Linked DNA regions of Mus musculus: regions 1, 2 and 3 are each linked to region 4. The links are chromatin contacts, called in public promoter capture Hi-C maps. All regions are on one chromosome and are shown on one strand. Each heading gives the region's core, a stretch centred on a gene start, on an enhancer-like site or on the middle of the called end of the contact. The rest is flanking DNA. Distances are from core to core; before and after follow the strand shown. Region 1 holds the start of Ccsap (centriole, cilia and spindle associated protein). Region 2 holds the start of Spata2l (spermatogenesis associated 2-like). Region 3 holds the start of Spire2 (spire type actin nucleation factor 2). Region 4 holds the start of Zfp469 (zinc finger protein 469).

The links. Promoter capture Hi-C pulls out the DNA fragments that hold promoters and counts their contacts.
Region 1: a contact with region 4 is called in a promoter capture Hi-C map of liver, with 3 times the contacts expected there. The contact joins the promoter of Ccsap here to the promoter of Zfp469 in region 4.
Region 2: a promoter capture Hi-C map of pre-B cells shows a contact between it and region 4, with 2.7 times the contacts expected there. The contact joins the promoter of Spata2l here to the promoter of Zfp469 in region 4. A contact is called at or near these places in 1 of 39 promoter capture datasets (pre-B cells), 2 of 115 datasets of contacts at active chromatin or transcription factors (bone marrow-derived macrophages and large pre-B cells) and 1 of 9 other capture datasets (liver).
Region 3: a contact with region 4 is called in a promoter capture Hi-C map of pre-B cells, with 5 times the contacts expected there. The contact joins the promoter of Spire2 here to the promoter of Zfp469 in region 4. A contact is called at or near these places in 2 of 39 promoter capture datasets (liver and pre-B cells).

What each region holds. Positions count from the first base shown.
Region 1 is chr8:123,858,073-123,860,772 of GRCm38.p6, reverse strand. It overlaps Ccsap (centriole, cilia and spindle associated protein), which reads left to right and starts at 1,305. Exons shown (of 3, transcript NM_001379289.1): 1 at 1,305-1,678. The coding sequence starts at 1,363. Gm9901 (a long non-coding RNA gene) reads right to left here and starts at 1,318. Exons shown (of 2, transcript XR_388182.4): 1 at 1,139-1,318; 2 at 275-903.
Region 2 is chr8:123,234,869-123,237,568 of GRCm38.p6, reverse strand. It overlaps Spata2l (spermatogenesis associated 2-like), which reads left to right and starts at 1,311. Exons shown (of 3, transcript NM_030176.3): 1 at 1,311-1,419; 2 at 1,720-2,051. The coding sequence starts at 1,749. 4933417D19Rik (RIKEN cDNA 4933417D19 gene) reads right to left here and starts at 2,478. Exons shown (of 3, transcript NR_045849.1): 1 at 2,016-2,478.
Region 3 is chr8:123,331,403-123,334,102 of GRCm38.p6, reverse strand. Spire2 (spire type actin nucleation factor 2) reads right to left here and starts at 1,390. Exons shown (of 15, transcript NM_172287.2): 1 at 1,083-1,390. The coding sequence starts at 1,338.
Region 4 is chr8:122,229,017-122,231,716 of GRCm38.p6, reverse strand. It overlaps Zfp469 (zinc finger protein 469), which reads right to left and starts at 1,443. Exons shown (of 3, transcript NM_001362883.1): 1 at 1,306-1,443.

The DNA of each region.
Region 1 (2,700 bases), core at 56-2,555, 1.6 Mb before region 4:
AAACATCCCGCTGGGACCTACTTTTTTTTCTTCCTTCCTTCCTTCCTTCCTTCCTTCCTTCCTTCCTCCTTCCTTCCTTCTTTTTCTTTCTTTCTTTTTTTTTTTAGTGTGATCCTTCCTGGATGCCTGTCCTTTCAAATCTTTCTGCAGCGATTGCATCAATGCTTCCTTTTACAAAAGCCATCTGTAGAGCAGGATTGCAACAGTAACAACCCTGCGACCCTGTCCATTAGAGCCCAAGCCAAACATTTGCACCAGGTCCTTGAGCAGGCCCTAGGCTTTATTTTATTTTATTTATTTATTTTTACAAAAGTTGGCCTCTAGTAAGTTATAAAAGGCAAGGGCAGGTGAGGCGGCTCATACCTGCTAATTCCAGCACTTGTGAGGTTGGCGGAGAAGGATCAGGAGTTCAAGACCAGCTTGGGCTCTGGAATGAGTTCTAGACCAGCCTTGGTAACATGAGATTTGTCTCAAAAAGGGGGCAGAGGAGGGAAATGTATTAAAATAGCAACATCAACAACATCATTAACAACAACAATAAAAAAATCACTAAGGCCTGAGAACCCGGGCGTTGTGAAAAGAGGAAGGAATCGGGACACAGGATTTGGTCCTCGGCTAGGTGTTGGTTGCTCAGGTTGCATCTAGAGCTGAAGCCTCCTCGCGAGGCCCCCAGTAGCGAGTGGGCGAACGAGCTGGGGGTTCACAGCAGCGCCCCAGGCGCGGGCGCAGGAGCGGGCGGGGGCCCGGCGGGCGCGCGGGGAGGTGCAGGCTTCAGGCTAGGGCGGCGCCTTCGTCTCCGGCTGCTGTAGGACCGCGGAGCCACCGCTCCATCGGCGACATCTTGGTGGAGGACGCGCAAGGAGAAACGCTGTTCGCGCTATAGCTGCTGCGCCACGATCTCAGCTGACCTCCGGAGAGCGGAGGATAGAACAGGCAGGAGGTAAGGACGCTGCTCCTAGAGTCCCCGACTCCTCGCCCAGGAGGGTGTCTGGGGACCTAAGATCCCCTGTCCCGTCACCTTGAGTCCGGTGGTCTCCACCTCTACCGAGTGGAGCAGACCCCTGGTGACCACCTATCATTCCATCTAGATAGGTCGCGTCGCCTGGAATCCCTCCTGAAACCCCGCCCCCGCTATTACCTGAACTAGGGGCCTTCCCAGCCCGGAACTCCGCCCCCGCTAGGAACGCCCTCTCCCAGAAACACCCGTCACAGACCCGCCCCCTCTCCGCCCCTCCTTGCCCCAGCCTCCGCCCTCCAGTCCGGGCGGGGCTCCGGGTTTGAACCGCGCGGCGGGCCGCGCCTCTGAGTCCGTCGCACCCGTAGGCGGCAGCGCGGAGCAGGCAGTCGGCGGCGCGCGGCACCATGTCCCCGGGCAGCGGGGTGAAGAGCGAGTATATGAAGCGCTATCGGGAGCCGCGCTGGGACGAATACGCGCCGTGCTACCGCGAGCTGCTGCGCTACCGCCTGGGCCGCCGGCTGCTGGAGCAAGCGCACGCGCCCTGGCTCTGGGACGCCTGGGGCCCGGACAGCCCCTCGGACAGCTCGGCTTCACCCAGTCCGGCCCCCAGGGGCGCGTTAGGGGAGCCCTCGGCGCCCTCCGCGCGGGAGGAGGAGCAGCCGGTGGGGGAGCGCGGCGCGGAGCTGCGGGACGCGGAGGAGCAGGACACAGTGTTACCAGGTACGGGCACAGCGCGTTGCTCCGTTCTCAGCGCTTCCTGTTTTGGTTTAATTGGGGTTGACAGAATCCGCTTGCTGAACTAAGCGGGGAAGGTGCGGGCCGCATTTCCACCTTCCCACCCCAGGTTTCCCTAATTTGGTGACTCTTGGCGGAGCCCTTTATGACCTCCAACTCATATGACCCTGGTTGGGGTCCTTGGTCGCAGGCAGTGGCCCGCTCAGTGAGCCCTCGATCCACCAGATGGCGGATCTGTTTGTTTCTGCGCATCCTGTTTGGCGAGAGGAGCTTTTCATTCCAAAGATGACCGACTGAAGTTAAGAACGCCCGAGCTGTCATAATGGGGTCATGGTTGTCAGTGTGAACGCCTTGAAGGCCTGGTCTCGCTGTCTCTGAAGAATGGTATGCGTTTGTTTGTGGACGAACCCCTCTTTGTATACGCTGTGAGCCACTTTCCCGCCGTTGCGGAGTGGGGCTGTCAGCAGAGAGCCCTGGGGTTTGCCTGGACTCAGGGCAGTACTTCAGTACAACTGTAGATCACTATGGTTGCCAGCCACCTCTCTGAACTCTTCTGAGAGTCCAGTGGTGAAAAAGTTATTTCTCAGTGACTGGTCTAGGAATATGTATTTTCTCATTCGACCTTCAAAGTCATATGATGGGCCCTTTGTTTTTAATCTCAGTTTTGTAAACAAAGCCATGGGAGCTTGGGATCCATGGTCGGAGTCTGAAAGGGTCGGATTTCCCTGCTCTTGGTTACTATGTTTGCCTATTCTCAGTTCTTGCATGGCTGGGCCGCCTTGTGTCATCTGGTCGCTTATGACGACCATTCTGATGCTTCAGTGATGTGGTTAGAAATTAGGGAAAGTGGCAGAAGGTGGTGGGGGCGGTGAGCATGTCTCCCAGGTATTAATATGAAAACTGAGCCCTTGCTAACTGTGAGGTTTTTTTTTATTGGGACGAGCAAACCTGCTTTTCCTTTCCCACTGTGGTTTGAAGAGGTTACCTGCTATCTATCTGTGTGTTCC
Region 2 (2,700 bases), core at 62-2,561, 1.0 Mb before region 4:
CTTTTGCAGGTGAACATTAGCTTCGACGTTAGTGTAACATAATTTTTTGCAATGCTAGAGACTGAACCTGGGGACCTTACACAAAGCAAGCAATTGTTCTACCTCAGGGTCACACCCCTGCCCCCAAGGCCTCTTCCTTTTTCTGTTAATCCCCTTGTTCTGCCGCAGGCGGGATCCAGGCTTGTCTTGAAACAAGGCAAGCATGGAATCTTTATGATTTGTCAGAAGTTAAACTATGTCACTGTGAGTTGAAGCAACCTCGAAAGCCAACCAAGGTTCCCCTTTGGATTGGTGAGCTCACAACAAAAGACCTCTATGTTCAGTGATAGCCAGCAGGGCACCTGGGGACTGTGGCCTGCTTAGTTACACGATCTGAAGTCCTTTGACTGTGAGAAATTCAAGAAGACAGATACCTCCCCTATGCCAGGTTCTATTTGATCAAACTTGGCCTAGGCTTGGTGAGCTGGAGAGATCGAGGGTGCAGGCTGCCCAGAAGTGGATGAAGCAAAAGCTACTGCTTACACGAAGCTTAGGGTTTAAGATTAAGGAGAAGGTGCCTTCGGTCCTGAGTGAGTTGCCTAAGACCACAGCAAGTTGAGGTTAACAGTTTCCCTGAGGTCACCCAGACCAATTCTTGGATTTCAGGATCCCGGTCAGTTTTGAAGGTCTGTAGGTCACACACTTAAGGAACACCTTGTCCTGGAGGGTGAATACATTCATCCTGCCTCAAATACTCCCTAACCGACTTTCTCAGGGACTAAGAAATGAAGTGCCAGAGACCAGGAAACAAAGCCTGCAGAGGCAGTCCGAAGGACCTCCCGTTCTATTATTTATAATTATTTTGTTTGCATGCATGTGCATCAAAAACACCAGATGCAGGGGCCAGAAGTGGATGTTGGGAACTGGAGTTAAAGACAAAAAAATGAGCTGCCACGCAGGTGCTCATACCCACTGGGCAGTCCACCACCCCACCCGTTTTAAATTGTACTTAAATACGTGTGTTTGACCTCCTTTGGTCCATGATCTGCCAAGACAGGCCCCGCCTAGCCGGTATTTGGCTATTCTGTGGGTTGGCTTGAGGAGCCAAAGTCCAGCCTGGTTCAGACCGGTTCCGCTAGGCACATCTTGGCGACCAGTGATCATACACCCACTGTGTACTCCCACTCAGACTAGCTGAAAGACTAACTAGTGAATCTGAGAGAACTTCAAAAGGTGAGCTGCAGGGGAGGGCCACGCCCAGCTTCGCCCAGGCCACGCCTACACCTCCACCCTCCTACTTAGCCGAAAGGGCGGCACCCGACTCCAGCCTCGCCCACCAACGTCACGACCAAGGCCAAGGGGCGGGCTTGACTTTCTGCGGAAGAGCGAGGAGAGACCCAGGCCCAAGCGGAGCTCTCTGGAATAGCTGGCGACTAGCAGGTAGCACCGCCGCCCACGGGGACCGTCAGTGGGAGAGGGGCTCTGGCTGCAAGAGGTTCAGCTAGTGGGAGCGGAGCTGTTGATACGAGGACGCTCAGCAAGCGGGGCTGAAGGTGTCCTGGGGAGGGGAGGCTACAAATACTGTGGTCACTGAGCTGTCAGCGTCCACGTCTCAGGGACCATAGATTCCGAGAGTTGGCTAAGCTGCCAAGGTCCCTATTTCCAGGTTGGAGGGAGCCCTGGGCTTGCTGGGTGCGGGGTTGAGAGTCGCACACACAGCTGAGATGACATGGTCTCTAGTTTGACACCTCATCCCGGACCTGATCAGGATGGGCAGCAGCTCACTGTCCGAGGACTATCGCCAGTGCCTGGAGCGCGAGCTGCGGCGCGGCCGCGCGGGCGTTTGCGGCGACCCCTCGCTGCGCGCGGTGCTCTGGCAGATTCTGGTGGAAGACTTTGACCTGCACGGGGCGCTACAGGACGATGCGCTAGCCCTGTTCACTGATGGCCTGTGGGGGCGGGCTGACCTGGCACCGGCCCTCCAAGATCTGGCCCGCGCCTTTGAGCTCCTAGAGCTGGCCGCTGTGCACCTGTACCTGCTGCCCTGGAGAAAGGAGTTCACCACTATCAAGGTATGGCATCAGTGGTGCTCCTTCACTCCCGTCCTTGTCCAGGCTGTTTGAGGGCTGCAGATCCTCTTCAGGGGAGGGTTCTGCGTTGAGGGCTCGTGGGCGTGTTGGGATGCATGCCTACCAGTCATTCACCTAGAACTTATATGGCTGTCCTCAAAGTAGTCTCACTGCCCTAGTTGCCATGGAAATTCTAGGGTAGACGTGGGTGGGTGAGGGAGGTACTTGATGTCCTATGGTCATCCTAACTCCTCTAAGATGTGGACTGGTCCCCATCTGTAAAAGGAGGCTGCTAAGACTGGGAAGAGAACAGCAGATCAGAACAGCAGGGATCTTATTCCTGCCTGGGTCCAGGTTAGGCGGCCAGGTCCAGGGCTGGCCTAGTCCTTAGGTCAGATGGCAGACCACTTAGAGGGGGTAGGGCCGCTCTGAGCTAATTTTGAGTGGGAAGGCAATGACGTCAGAATGCACGTGGGCGAGGTAAACCTCCACCGGTTGTCATGGTAACGTCTCCCCCTCCACACCCCACCAGCCTGCTGCTCCACGGGAATACCTGAGATCTCAGGACTTTCATTCAGTTCTGTCAAGCTAGAAGCCCACCCATCCGCCCCAGAGGACAGAGGCAGCCAGGCGTGGCCTTCACACTGAATAG
Region 3 (2,700 bases), core at 141-2,640, 1.1 Mb before region 4:
GCACAATGGGCCCTTCCTGCTCCAGAGGCAGCTGTTGTCCTTTGCTTCTCTTTGGCCTTGCTTATCATTCCTAGTCCCCCGCAGATGCCTGCCTGAGAGAATTTCTGCAAGCCCACAGCTCTCGGGGTTGGAGGGAGGCCAGCCTTCCCTCAGCAAACACACAGCCTGCCTTTGTGCTCCCAACCGGGTATCAACTTTTGGGGTACTATCACTGTATGCCCCATACTAGAACTACAGTTCTCCAGGGGGAAAGTGAGGCGGAACAGTAGACAGGAGCCTGAACTCAACGCTCTGAATAGACTACAATAATCTTTCAAAAGCTCAATTGTTGGTTCTCACTGTTTAAGTTTTGGTTTTTTTTTTAAATCACAGGTTATACACTCTGCTTACATTTACAATTAAACTCAAAAAATTAGTATTAATTCAGTACAGACTCAGAACAAGGCACATTACTCCTGCTCTCCCTACCCCTAGAAAAAGGCACACATCTCTAAGTAGCCTCAAGGTCTGCAGTGTCGCCAGAGGGGAGTACCAGTTTCACGGGAACACCCACAGGCCCTGCCAGAGCAAGGCCAGAGGACTGCAGACTCCCCCAAACCATCTTAAAGGGAACTGACTAAAGGAGAGGCTTCCGAAATTCAGGACTTGACCGTAAGATACTCCGGCTTTTAACCAAAGCCACTCTCCCCTGGGGAAAGCGTCCCTGGGCGCGAGCAGCCAACCGGCCGCTTCTCATCAAGAACGATGGGCTGTTGGTAGGGTTATCCCAGACTGCGTGTGTGTGTGTGTGTGTGTGTGTGTGTGTGTGTGTGATAGTGGGCTGTTGGTAGGGTTATCCCAGACTGCGTGTGTGTGTGTGTGTGTGTGTGTGTGTGTGATTGTGGGGTTCTCCTAGGTCGAAGGGAAGACAAGGAGTCCCAGATCCAGAGGGCAGGGTGGGGCCTTCCCGGTCCGGTAGAGCGCTATCTGGGCGCTGATGTGAGAAAGGTCGAGGCCCCGTCACTTGGCACCGGGGTGCCCTCAGCGGCCGCCCGCTCGCCCGCCGCGCCGGCCACACCCCCACCCACTCCGGTGCGCCTTACCGGGCTCCAGCCGCGCGCCAACCGAACCGTCCCTACGCAGGAGGATGTCTGCCGTGTCCCGGATGCGCCGCACGCCGCCCGGCTCGCCCCGCAGCCCGCGGCAGCCCTGGAAGCACACCGCCCAGGCCTGCTCCTCGTTGATGGGCTGCTCGTACACCTTCAGCACTTCCTCCAGGGACAGCTCCCACGGCTCGGGCCGCGCCGCGCCCCCCGCGCGTTCGGGAGCTGCTGCGCCGCCGCCGCCCGCCCGGGCCATGGCCGCCCATCATCGCCGCCCGCGCGCGCGGCGGGTCTCCATAACAGCGGGGCGACGCACCGCCGAGCGAGGGGGCGGGTCCCGCGCCGCCCGTGTGCTTTGTCATTCCGGCCCCGCCCCTCGCGGGCAGATGCAGGTGAGGGCGGGGGCTGATGGAGGAGGAGGAGGCTAATGGTCAAAGAGGCGGGGCCGGGCGGGGAGGGAAGGGAAGACCGGTAGGGAGGGGCGAGCCAGGGGGAGGGGCAGAGCTAGGAGGGGCAGCCGGAGAGGGAGGGTGCAGGACAAGAGAGGACTAAGGTTTGTTAGAAACCGGTTGGGGGTGCGAGGAGGAAAAGCTGACTGAAGAGGGGTGGGGTTAAGCATGATGGGGACCTTGCACACGAACACACACACACACACACACAGAGGCACACGTACACGCGCTCCCTTGGCTCTGGCTCTTTAAAGCAGACAGTGCCTGTGATGGTCTTTGTGGAAGGCCTGGACCTTAGGAGGTCGCTATAGTGTGATTGGCTCAAAGATGATGCAAGCCTTCAGGGATGAAGTACTTCATAAATGGTCCTTTTTTTCTGCTCGAAAGGATCAGCTTCAAACCCTTAGTGTCTTAGTGACAAACAATGTGACCGAGCTAACACAACACCTCATTCTCAGAGTGTGTTGCCTTCATTCCAAGGCACATCAAAAGTGTTAACAAGCTAAGCACAGCACACAGCTTTGTTGAAAGTAGTTTCAGCCATCTTTACGACGGTTGAGAAGAACAGAGCGAGAAGACACAGCTGGGAGATAAATGATAACAAGGCAGTTGGTCTCGGGCTTTGCTTTGCGGTAGAACTATCGCCTAGGAAGCACAAGGCTGGGACATAATTGTAAGAGAGAGACTTGGTGTAGGGCTGGCTGACAATCTCCTCTGGATTCTTAGTCTTCAATTGGAAAGAAAGGATACAAATGAATTTTGCCTGAAAGTGTTTATAATCAATATCTGGGCGAGTGTGACATCCTTCAACCAGTTCTCAAGCTTATGAGACACAACAGATTTAAGCGGAACCAAAGGACACTGGAGAAGAGGAAATGAAAGGGAAGGTTCTCTCTGCTCAGGATACATTGTGCAGACAACCTGGAACTCTGGCTCTTCTTCCCTAATCCTCAGAAACTTCAAGGGCTACCTCAGTAGGGAAGGAACAGTAGGAACCTCCCACAAGGAAACTCATTCCTTGCTTATGTTAGGAATGAGAGCCTGTATCCAAGTAGTTTAAGGAAAGTCTGAGTCACACAGTACCAAGTGTGTGCTGACAGCGCCCACTGATGAGGCCAGGGTGTTTCTGGTTGGCCGGCTCATAGAATGGTTTCTGTGTTTCTTTTTCT
Region 4 (2,700 bases), core at 194-2,693:
GGAGACTAAATCACTGACACTGTAAGCTCATGACTTCAGAGCTCTCTTTGGCTCTCCCACGGCCTCTACAATGCCCTGGGATACTGACAGCCTGGAGTCCACTTGCTTTGTCTCACCTTATCTCCCAGACTGAAGAAACCCTGTGCCGTCCTCTGCTGCCTTCTCCCATTCACAATAAGGAAGACACACTCTGTTGGCTCTGCCCAGTTGTTTGGGACCTGCCAGGCCAAGCTTATGGCAAAAGGGACCTGCCAGGCAAGCTTATGCCATCCTGAAGGGACTGCTGGCCAGCTGCTGCTCTCCCCGACTGGCCCCGTCAATATGCCCAAGCATTTTGCCCGCTTGTCTGTTATTTTCCGGACTTGGGTGTTGGCTGAGTAAAGACGGTTGGGACAGTGCAGGACACAGAGGCCTCGACACACCTTTGTCCCTCTAACAGGGGGAACTGGACCAGAGTCAACTGGCAGTGTGGCTCTGGACTGTCAGCACCTCTGCTGCTTTCCAGCTGTGCAACACAGGCCACTCTGACCCTCTTCATCTAGAGCACGGGGTTCCACCCATTTCACTAGGAAGATTAAATGCAGTAGTAACACGTGGCACAGTCCCCACACAGCCGGCTCAGAGGAGCCCGAAGAAAAGCCATCAACTGTCTCAGCTGGAGCCCGAGCCCCACTCAGCAGCCCGGCTGTTCCGCTTTCCTGTCTGCTATGCACATCCCTGCTTCTACCCTGGGGTCTCGGGTGCAGGACAGGGTCCAGGCCGCCACTGGAAGTCCGATTGAATCCCGCTACGATACCCTCCCCTTCCCACCATCGCCACGAGGGGCGCAGTGTCTCCGCGGTCGGCTTAGCTTAACTCCGTGGACTCCTCCAGCGGAGCTGCCCCAAAGCACAGGGTGGGTGGGGGCGCGATGGGCCTCCTGGCGGAAGCAAGAGCGTGGTGACCCTCAAGTCCGCTAGCCGGACCCCATCCCGCCCGCGGAATCAGACCTTAGGGGGTCCCGAGCGGGCGGCGGTGGAGTAGCATACGAACGGTTCCAAGTCGCAATGAATGAGTTACCGCTTCACCTCCCGCAGCCCCGTGGCTCCGACTCCCCTGGGCTCTGGTGATGCTTGCTCTGTGCTTCGCAACTCGCGGGCGACATCCCCAACAGCTCTCTCAGGGGCTGGGCCAGGCAGCCCCGAGTTCGGTACTCGGCGCCTGCAGCTCGTCTCACCGTGTGTCGGAACCCGAGGCCAGCCGTGCGCCTGGAGGGCAGCGCGGTGACCGCACCCGTCCCTGATCACCCCAGCGACGCGCACTCACCTCCGCCCCGGCCGCGCGTAGCTCCAGTTCCCGGGACGCGCGGGGCGCCCGCGCCCGGACCGCGTAGCCCCAGCGCTCATCCCCGCCCGCAGCGCCCCGGCCGCCCGCCCGCCCGTCCGCCGGGCACCGAGCCGCCGCGCTGCGCCTGGGGCGGGGTGCGAGCAGAGGGCCGCCTCCCGGGCCGGTCCGCGGGCAGCGCTCGCGCGGAGGCCGGACGCACAGCAGCGCCCCGGCTTGGGTTACACGCTTGCGCCCCCCCCCCCCCCCGCCCCGCCCCGGCTATTTTTAGCACGGCTTTTCCTAGGTGTTGGTTTCATGTGATCCACCTAGCCACGCCGGCCTGGTGGGAAACTCTCTCCCCGGTCACCAACCCTCTCCCCCCACAACACGCTCCTTGGCCAGTTCTACAGCTGGCACGCCGCTGGGCGGAAAGCCTGGCTTCAGCGCAACTTCGGAAACGGCTGCCACCATTCCACCGTGTGGCTTCCAGTCGCAGCTCTATCCATCCTTCGCTCCTCCCAGTCCCTGGGCCACCAAAAGCAACTAAACCTCTTCCTCTGGCTTCTGTCCCGGAAGGTTAGGGCCCGGGCCATAGCTGACACCTGTTTAGGGGAAAATTCAGGTTAAGCCTCCCCCTACCCCCCAGTACATAAGTCTGACACTCTAAGGTGCTGCGGCCTGGAGTAGATGTCCAGCGGGCTTCTGTCATAACACAGAGCTCGAAGTCATCAACCTTGGTGGCTTCCTACTGGGCCATCATCCAGCCTGGGGATGAGCACACTGGAACGTAGTGGGGACCGAAGGAGCTATTTAGGTCTCTAGAGACGGAGGGGCACCTTTAAGATCATCTGACAAAATGCCACATCTAACATGAACCCAAGCTTCACAGATCAGGAATCTGCCAGAGGCCACACAGCTGGAAGAGCTTATGTTAAGATGTTCAGCTCAGCATGAGGGTTCAATGCCCCAGCATTGAGTAAAAAGGCAAGGTGTGGCGTGTATTTGAACCCAGTGCTGGGGAAGCAAGAGCCAGGCAGATCCCTGGGGCTAGCTGGCCAGGCAGCTTAATTTACTCGGTGAGCTCCAGGGTAACCTGTCTCCATAACAAAGCGGACAGCACCTGAAGCCGACCTCTGGTCTCCACGCACACACGTACACGATGTGAGCTCACAGCCCCAGGTCCTGAGAGAGAGAAGATCACTGACTCCACTTTAGATGAACTGGATCACTGACCATTGATCTGTGGGCTTCTCAACAGGCGGGGGTACTTCACGGAAAGAGACCCTGTCAGAAAGAGCCCTTCCACAGCTCCCACCCCCAGTAGGTCTAGCTGCCACTCAGAAGTTCCAGTTTCACTCCTGGGAACACCTTTATCATGCAAAGCAAGGCTGGGCG